Linked DNA regions of Oryzias latipes: region 1 is linked to region 2. The links are chromatin contacts, called in public Hi-C maps. All regions are on one chromosome and are shown on one strand. The core of a region is the stretch at or near the end of the contact, and the rest is flanking DNA. Distances in the headings are between cores, read along the strand shown. Region 1 holds the start of nrn1 (neuritin). Region 2 overlaps lyrm4 (LYR motif-containing protein 4).

The links. A called contact is a pair of places that touch in the nucleus more often than the background predicts.
Region 1: a Hi-C map of embryo shows a contact between it and region 2, with 2.2 times the contacts expected there. The contact joins the promoter of nrn1 here to the enhancer-like site in region 2. A contact is called at or near these places in 3 of 5 Hi-C or Micro-C datasets (embryo and gastrula embryo).

What each region holds. Positions count from the first base shown.
Region 1 is chr20:4,005,247-4,010,106 of ASM223467v1, forward strand. nrn1 (neuritin) reads right to left here and starts at 1,585. Exons shown (of 3, transcript XM_011488681.3): 1 at 1,314-1,585. The coding sequence starts at 1,368.
Region 2 is chr20:3,803,216-3,808,002 of ASM223467v1, forward strand. All of the region lies in intron 2 of lyrm4 (LYR motif-containing protein 4), which reads right to left. Among protein-coding and RNA genes, the nearest start is that of ppp1r3g, 18 kb to the left of the region's middle. Within about 2 kb of position 2,911, at least 2 of the 8 cell types and tissues checked have an H3K27ac peak or open chromatin away from gene starts, as enhancers often do. A contact at or near this core is called in embryo, where this site is marked.

The DNA.
Region 1 (4,860 bases), core at 335-2,834, 200 kb after region 2:
ATTTTCTTCGTTTTTCCTCTTTTCATTCACTTTTTCTTTGGGGTTTTTTCGTGCACTCATTCACCCACGCGCACGCGCATGATGATGCGTGTAGAGAGGATGCCAAATCCGTGTGCGGGACTCCGCGCGGGCACACCCACCTGCCACGCGCGAGGCCCTATCCCCTGCATGAAAAATCTACACGCGCCCGCGAACCTAAAGGCACATTTATTTATTTCATTTATTTTGTTCGGAAGGTAAAGCGGCTGCGTGCGAACACGCAGCCAATCAACGTGCGGGAAATGCAAACTTTCATCTGCACAGAAAAAACGAATCAGGTGAGACGCGTGCACAGGCGTTTGAAGCGTGCGCGAGCCGAAAGCCACAGCGCCGGCGCCTCCGTGACCTTTTCTTTACACTTTCAAAGAAATAAAAAACCAAAGCAGAGGCCCTCACGCGCGCACAGGCACGCGCACAAAGCCTCGTTATGCAACGAAGCCGCAGAAAAGAACAAATGAAGGAAGAGCAGGCTCCAGCAATTAGCCGCATCCCGGGAGAATTTTCCTGATGAATGCAGCATGGGACTTCGACACAACGGCGCACGCAGCTTAAGCGCGCGTACACATTTTAGTAAAAGAAGGTCTAATGAAAGAAAGAAAGATACCATGTCCTGCACGCGCGATAATATTGCACCCGTCCCTCAATCGCCAATTGTCTGGAAAACAAAAGAAAGGTGTGATGTAGAATTTTGTTCTTTTGGAAGATTTTCGTTTCGTTTTCAATACGAGGCGGCGCGTGCGGCATTCTGCTACTGCGCCGCGCGCACTGCGGCGAAAGCTCCGCGCGCGCTTACAAGCACGAGATTTAATTTAAATGAACTCTGCGGCCTTTATTATTAAAACACAAATCTGATTGATTATTTTCTTTGCTAAAAAATCAGAGACATTGTTCTGATTCTGGTTTATATTATTTTTAAACTTTAAAACTCACAGTTTTAATGTAGAATCATTTGAATCTGCAGTTTTTTTCCTGTTTGGGACAATGAGGGGGTGGGGGTATTCCCCTCGTTAACGCGCACACACGCGCACCCTCAGTATGAAGCGGAGTTCTGTTCTTACAAGCTGCTGCTGCTTTAAACCCCAAACTACTAAAAATATTCCCGTAAATTAAAAACATATATAAATAGTTTAAAATACTTCCGGCCGCCGAGCAATAAACGAAAAAATACTAAATGCAACGAAAGATAACGAATATTTGATTTAAAAAAAAGATCTATGCTCAAATTTGGAATAAAAATGTATCCTGCTGTGCACGCGCCCGAATCCGTGACTTACCTATGTGAAAAGCCAAGAAGAGCGCGAGGCATCTGAAGGAGCAGCTTCCTCCCATCCTCCGCTCACGCGCGCACGGACCCACAGAGTTGGACAGCCGCAAAGCGCGTGCCGCGCGCACACGCACGCGCAAACTGCTACATCCAACACGAGACAGTTGTCCGCGTGCCTCCGGCTTCTCCTCTTCCTCCTTCACTCCTTTGGTTTGTTTCTTCGCGCCGTTCCTCTTGCTGACCGCCGCGCGCGCTGAGCTCTCAGAGCCTCTTTGGCGCGCGGACGGAAAAAGGAGTGAGGGAAAGAGAGAGAAAGGGAGAGGGAGAAGGCCCCTCCCACCATCCGTCATCAATATTTTCAAATTTGATCTTCAGATTTAAAAATGTCAAAAAGATGAAAAAGAATCTTATTTATTTTGTAAAATCAACTATACTGATGTATATTATTCTGTGACTCTATAGTTTAAAATATGAATTTGGATACTTTTCTGCAGTATATATATATATATATATATATATATATATATATATATATATATATATATATATATATATATATATATATATATATATATATATATTTATTTTATTTTATTTTTTTTGCTATTGCTATTGTTATTTTTAAAATGTACCAAGAAAATTCAAGATTATCATTTTTTTCAGGATTCAAGAAAAAAGTCATTCCAACCCTCACGCCATTTTTTGCTGATTTGATGTTTTTAACCATAAATATACAGATTAGAGGAGCATTTATTTTTGGTCAGAATTTGTGTGAATGGCTCATGACCATTTTCCTGTGTCTCTTTTTAATTTTTTTATTGCAAACACAATTAATATGTTTTTAAACAATTTCACGAAATAAAGATGCTTAGTGTTAATGGTTTTGAAAAGAGTTTACATTAAAAATGGAGAATAAAGGCCTACAGAGAGATTTTCTGGGACTGAAAATGACCATATTTGGGTAAGAGATAGATCAGATTAAAACATTGGGATTCATGTTTATATTATCTACAGTAGTCTGTTTTTTAAATGACAAAAATGATTAAAACCCCTAAAAATGACCGTGAAAGTCTTTCTGGTTAAAGCTTTCCAACCTGCTTCTCCTGGCAGCTGTTGGTATTGCAGTGTGAGGTTCTGCTGTGGTTTCAGCCTGCAGTGTGTTTATCATAAACGCAGATGGATGATTTAAAGGGCTCTAAGAAAGACAAATGTTGCAGACTTTAAGCTATTATTTTCACTATTGAACAATTACATTCAAAACTGTGTTGGAGAAAAAGGTTTGTTCCTGTTTGACCTTTTTGAATTTGTAACTGCTAGACAATAAATGTTGCTTTTGAAAAATAAGAAGTGCTATCCAAATAGAATATTAATAAAATGCATTAATAAATTATCTTCAGACTTAAAAATTAAATCAAACAACTCTATGAAAACGTTATGAGCGTGTGTGAGGATGAGAGCTGCTATGATGTCATCATAAAAACTTCAAGCTGCTGCTGTGGGAAATATGTTTAACCAAAAAAAAATTTTATATTTAAAAAAAATAAGAATAAATAGGAAAGAAAAAAACGATTATTTTGAAGAAAAAAAGATGCCAACTTCCGGTTACCTGGCGATTATTTTCTATTTTGCCCAAACGAAGAAGCTAAAAACTGTTGCTGTTAATCGAGTCCTGCAGACTTTTGGTTCATTTCATTCTAGTTTCTATTGCATTCAGTTGTTTTGTTGATTTTCTCCTCCTCGCTGTTTGTTTGTCATTTGCGTTAACTTAACTTCTTCTAAACTCCATTCCTCCTCCTCTGTTGTTGCAGACTGAGGCTTCGGCTGCAGCCCGCGTGCCTGCGTGTTTTTGGGATCAGAGAGGAGCTCGTGCGCACTCTCACGCTGACGTCAGCTGAACGTGGAACAAAGAATCTGCTGCATTTTTCACGCAGCTTTTCCCTGATGATGCAGCGCTGCAGCAGAGCGCGCACACGCACGTGCACATGCTCGCAAATCCCAGAACAGTTTCTATTGACTCCCCAGAGTGAAAGTCTTCACTTTGACCGCGGTGGTGCTTTCTTCCGCAAACGTCCACGCGGGAATTTGAGGACTTCATTTCACCTGAGGAAGCTCCGTGTGTGCGCGTGCCCGTGAGCCTCCTGTCCGACTCTCTCTTTGACTGTCAAATTCCATCTGTCCAGTCAGAGGCTAAGGCTGGGGCCGGCGTGCGCGTGCTCACCTCCTGCCCCGTGTGTGACTCAGGTCACTCGCGGGGCATGTTACCACTGCCCTCTGCTGGTGACTGCCCCAAACTGCAGCGGCTCTGTCAGCGTGGGAATTGATCCTCGCGCGCGCGTGGACCTCGCGCTCTAATGAGACTGTTCCTGATCACTGAGTGATGTTTTACAAAGATGAAGTTTGTTTTTGTTTTTTTTTACCAACGAGTTTATTTATTTTCAGCGACAAACTGCTAATGGTTTGGAAAAAGAAAACAAACCAAAAAACGAGAAAGAAGACAAAAGAAATGTAAATTAAAGCCGAGTTGTAAACAGGCGCTACCTGCCCTCGCCCAGTGACGTGCGGTGAGGTTGATGGCTGGTGAGGCACCGACTCCTCTGAATTCTGTAATGCTGTTTATACTGCCCAACAAGAGACCACTGGGAAGATCCCTGCAGAGTTAGCTTTAGGACGGAAAATATATGGACCACTACAGAGGCTCATACATAAACCACCATCCTCCGAACATTTGTCTGCATATAGTTTATTGGAACGACAGCAAAAGATGTTTGAGGATGTTTAAAGGAGAGTGGGGTTGCACCAGTCCAGACAAGCTAGTCTGGGTTTGAAAAATATTAGTAAAACCTTTAAAAACAACCTTTTGAGCATTTCAAAGTTTTACATTTGAAACACATTTGCTTCAGATGTTTACGGTAAAATCTCCTTCAACGATTTTCATCTTTAGAAGTGAAGACAAACAGTTAGTCCTCTGTTTTGAACTTGAAATATGAAATCTGTTCATTTCAGTGAGTCAGACTTAATGAATGATGGAGTTGTATGTTTTCTACATTCAGCTTCATGCATTCTGCAGAGAAAAACACAGTGGAGTTCTGCTGCTTCTATGTTTTCACCTGCATTTCTACAAAAGAAATTAAATAAAGTAACATAAATAAAGAAACATGTTTAGGTTACAAGAAAGAACGGGTTTAACTTGATTCTACACTTCTAACCAAACCAGGTATGCATGTATATTAACACACTTTTTCAAAAACGTTTGTTAAAGTTTATGAATGATTCAAATTATGTTTTACATATTAATCTTATTTAAATTTTATTGTTAGCTAAATTGTTTTTTAGGTTTTGGACAAGATAGATGCAGATGTGGAGGAATCTTAAAAAAAACTGGGTTATAGAGTTTAGATCAGCAAAACTGAGAGGAAACAGAAAAAAGATGCTGGAGGCTTCTTTTATAGGGGCTTCATGACAACTGTTTACTCAAACACTACACAAACACAAACAACTACACACTCAAGCACACTTGTTCATACAGATTTCACACACTGCACACTAGATATACACGC
Region 2 (4,787 bases), core at 1,661-4,160:
TACAGGAAGAAGCTGGAGCAGCGCCTGGAACAGAACAACATCCGTGATGTGTGGAGGGGTCTAAAACACATCTCAGGACATGCTGAGGCTGGAAATGGTCGCCAGGTCACAGGTGACCAAGCCTGGGCAAATGAACTGAACCTGTTCTTTAACAGATTTGATTCTGCCCAGCCCCCAGTCTCCACCCACTCGGCCCCCTCTTCACACCTTTCCAGCTCAGGCGTCTCCTCCCAGCTGCAGCTGTTACCACCTCGGCACCAAACAGTCCACTCTCCCCTTCTTCCAACAGAAGCAAAGGGACCCCCCCAACGACTCACAGGCAGAGCTAAGGTCAACAGGCTGCAGCACGGCCAATTCAGCCTCATGGTTTCCCCTGTAGTGACTGGGTGGGTCCTCGGAGAAAGTGCAGACCAGCCAGCTGAGGTCTTTACCAGGATATTTAAAATTTCTAAATGGCGTTTACCATCGGAGGTTGACCCCTCTACCTCTGGACCACAGCCCACCACCCCATTTAATGATTCACTGTTCCAGTTCTTTATCGTCTCAGACAGAGGTAAATCTCAACTGTGCCACTGCCAAAAAACACTAGCATCAGCAATCTGAACGACTGGTTGGTCTGACACCTGAGGTCCGATGTCACGTCACGTCCTGCTTCTCACCCACATTCCATCCACTGCACTTCCCCCTTCTATAGCTAACAGACTGAGAGGGAACGCCATCTCCACAGGGTTCCACATCACGATCCCCACCCAGAACCGCAGGCACGCTACCCCCCCTGTTGACCTTAGCTCTGCCTTCAACACCCTGACAGAAAAGCTGCTTTTCTGTCAGGGTGCTTTTCTGTCCAACCAGGCCTCAGCTCTGCACAGGGCTGTGCACTGACTCCCTTGCTCTACACCATGTGGATCTGTGATGCCATGTTTGGTGACGTCAAGACAGAGGAGTCCAGAAGCTGGGAGGGTGGTGTGAACAGTAGAACCTGGTCCTCAACATCTCCAAGACAGAGGAGGAGACAGTGGACTTCAGAGGGACGAAGATATGAAGGTAAAAATGCTCCAAAAAGAACGCGCTTGTAGATTTGATTTGAGAACTTGTAATGTAGAATGTGAAAACTTGTGCATCAAAAATCTGCATCTGTGTGTAAAAATCTTCTGCTGTGAACTGACAAATTTCCATTTGCATGAGTTCATTTAGAGTTACAACTTCAAATCTGTGATTACAACTGCTCAAATGTGCTTCTGTGTGTGCTCGACTCTGCTAGCTCAAATCACAAGTGCGCTACAACTGTGCTCTGAATTCGGACACATTCATTGCGAGAAATGTGGTCCGCCACAGCCGCGGGGAACGCGTTGATCTAATCTAATATATTGTTTTCAAATGTTAATACATATGATTTTATAATAAAGCTACTCAATACCACTGGCCCTGTTGTCCTGCTACAACAAAGATGATCTTCCTGTTGACGGTCCGTCCGCAGCCGTCTCGCTACAAGTCTGCATTTAAGCACGAAGAGATCATTTCTCATTAAAATGCAGGAAAAAACTGACTTTTTTCTTTAGAAATGCATTTGTAGTTCACTCTCTGTGTTAATACAAAATGACTGAGATACTTGCTGTCACATTTGAACGTTTATCAGAAGAGTTATTGAAGCAGGAAGTCCGAATCTGTGAAGACCTTTCTAACTTTCCCCAAGTCCTCTGAATCCTGCACTCTGATCGGTCGACTCCGCCTCCTCTAACCCCCCCGTTCCATTTTCGGACACAGATCAATTTTGACACAAGTTTCTCGCAAGGAATGTCAGAATTCAGAGAGTAGTTGTAGCGCACTTATGATTTACGCCAGCAGAGTCGAGCACACGCAGAAGCACATTTGAGCAGTTGTAATCACAGATTTGAAGTTGTAACTAAATGAACTCATGCAAATGGAAATTTGTCAGTTCACAGCAGAAGATTTTTTACACACAGATGCAATCTGCATCTGTGTGTAAAAATCTGATGCACAAGTCTCACATTCTAGATTACAAGTTCTCAAATCAAATCTACAAGTGCGTTCTTTTTAGAGCATTTTTACCTTCATACGAAGACAGCTTCACAAACCGTCTGTTTACTGCTTTTAAAAGCTGATTCTTAGATGATTCTCCACGACAGAATCAGCCGATTCCCATTGATCGGGTAAACCAGTGGTTCCGATCCGAACCGAAGGACAACTGGTACCGGGTCGCAGAGAGGAAAAAAAACATGAATTAAATTTATTTTAAATGTAACCTGTCTATAAAGGAAGTTTTATTTTGAAAAATTGCTGGATTCTCTCCACCGCGTCTGACTCGTTTTTGACGCATGTCAAGTCGCTCGGTCACGTGTGGAAAATCCATCCATTACATTCTTAAAGCGGCTGCAGCAACCGCTAAACTGAAACCTCCAAGCTGGCAAAGTTGACAAAAAACAAACATATTTGGAAAGTTCACTTCACGCTCACTTTAGTCTGGTACATGCATTAAACTGGTCTGTGACCTGGAAAAGCTTGGAAACCACTGGGGTAAACGGTCCGTTGTGTCTAAGAGTGTGTGTTATTTAGATGTTGTTGGGTTAAACTGGGATGTGTATGTATGGGTGAAACACACTAGTGAAACTGGAAACAGTCTTGTGGCTTCTGCAGAGGCTTGCTGAAGAGAGCAGAGGTGTGATCAGAGCATCGGCGGTCGCTCTGCTCATCTGCTGTACAGACTTGCAGCGTGTGTGGTGGTTTCACTGCAGCTCCAGCAGGGGGCGCAGTCCCTCCACACACCCGCTGGCCCACAGCTCATCACTTATTCTGCCGTCAAAACATTCACACACTCTCACTCATCGAGGAGCTCCTTCTGGAGGAGCCCCCCCCTGCGTGTGTGTGACCTCCTGATTGGCTGCGGTGAGGCGAGGGAGGCAGGGAGGGGCTGGAGGTGCGGCAAGGCGAGCGACTCTCTGAACCAATCAGCAGCCAGGAGGCCTGGCTCTCATGTAAATTGTTGCGGCTGTGGCTCCTAACAAAGGGATGGCCTCGCTCCGTCTCATCGTGTCTGCCCCCCTCAGTTTGCCGACCCCCCCCCCCCCCTTTTTAGCTGCTGCCACTTTGTGCCTCATGAATAATGAGAGGAAAGCTGCTTTGAGTGTGCAGCATTAAATCCTGCCATGTTTCTGCTGGGGCTCAGAGTCTGAGATGCAGAGCCACAGACACTTTTACAGGTTTTGTGCCCCACCTGACGACCATTGACGCCCCCCCCTCCTCTTTATGGTAACCTTACAGATTTATCTGAATAAAATCCAGACATGGATCCATGAATTCTCCTGAAGGAAAGAATTCTCCATGGATTCTGCAGCAGGTCCTTCTCAGAATGGATCAAAGTGGAGTGAGCCGACAGGAGGGTAAGGTGGGCATCAGGGCTGGCCGTGCCTACAGGCAGCTTTAAGATGCTCAATCATGTCTGGATAGCAGGCGGTGCACTGATCCTTGCTGACACCATTGGATCTACGTCTGTGCTGGAAATGCTGCAGTGGAAGACGTTGTTTCCTGTCAACCAGTCGGACCCCGTGTGGGAGAAAAGGTTGAAATGTCAAAGAAAGGTCACAGAATTTCTGGTAAGGGTCCAGAAAAAAAGGTCTTTAGGCAACAATCAGATCCTGACAGAGGGGAAGTTTAGATACAGTTTGGCAGATTGGAAAGAGGCCTCCTGCCCTCTGTGGACTTTCTGGTCCAGACCTGATGCTGCTCAATGGACTTCCAGCTGGCTGACATGGATAAAAAAAACAGCATAAGAAGAGCCCCCACAGAGCTGGGGAGTTAAAAAAAATACAACTTGAAAAGAAAGAAAAAGAAAATGAGGGAAAAGCAGACACAAACGAAAAGAACCCAAAAGACGAGAAGACACAGACAAGTACAAAGCCGTCACTCTGGGGCTCAACGAGGCCTTCGGGGGCCATGAGGCCTTCAGCTGTTCATGTGCAGCAAGAGGAAGGGGCACGTGACCCCTCAGGAGGAGTTCAGTAGAGGCAGAATGATGAAGGGGACCTCTGGTCTCAGAGCTGATGGTGAGATTTGGTTCATTTCAGAGGAAAAAAAGCTTCATTTTGATTTTTAACATCATTCATGTCACTGATGTCCAGGACTGAAGATTCAAAGCAACTGTTTTTGGAACGCCACTTCCTTCAAGTATCATGTGGACTTACAGGAACCACCTAAACATCCCCCTGAAGCACAAATAGACCCTCTCCCAACCTCTTCGACAAGTTAATGTTGCTTCTTGACCAGAAGGAGGAGATTCCACATCTCAAAAGCCAGATTTGGTCTCCGAGAATTTGGCTCCTCGTGCGGGGAGTGAGCCTGCAGGAAGGCAAACCCATGAACCCTACAGGTCATGTGGTCACCAGGTGTTGCTGACCAGCCCCCCCCTAAGGCCCGGCCTCCGGGTGGAGCCATGGTGACCCCAGCTCAGGGAAGGCCAGGACCTGATGTTACCTCCATAAGGTTCTTGTGAATCTCCGTTTGTCTGTACCAGGACCAGTTTGCCTTAGGAGACCCTTGAAGGACAGTTGACCTTGACAGGATGTCCTCCTGAGCTCATTCAAGCCCCCCCTACCTTAAGGTGACATTTGACATATGGAAAACAGCATTTTTTTTTTTTACAGCCCTGCTCTAGTCCTTTTCACAGCTGATTTAACTCAACAGAACTTTGATCTTCGTTAGAAGTGAACAGTGACAGCACACATATGGTTTGGCTCCTATCAAGCTTAGTGCATGTGACGTGCACTCCAGTG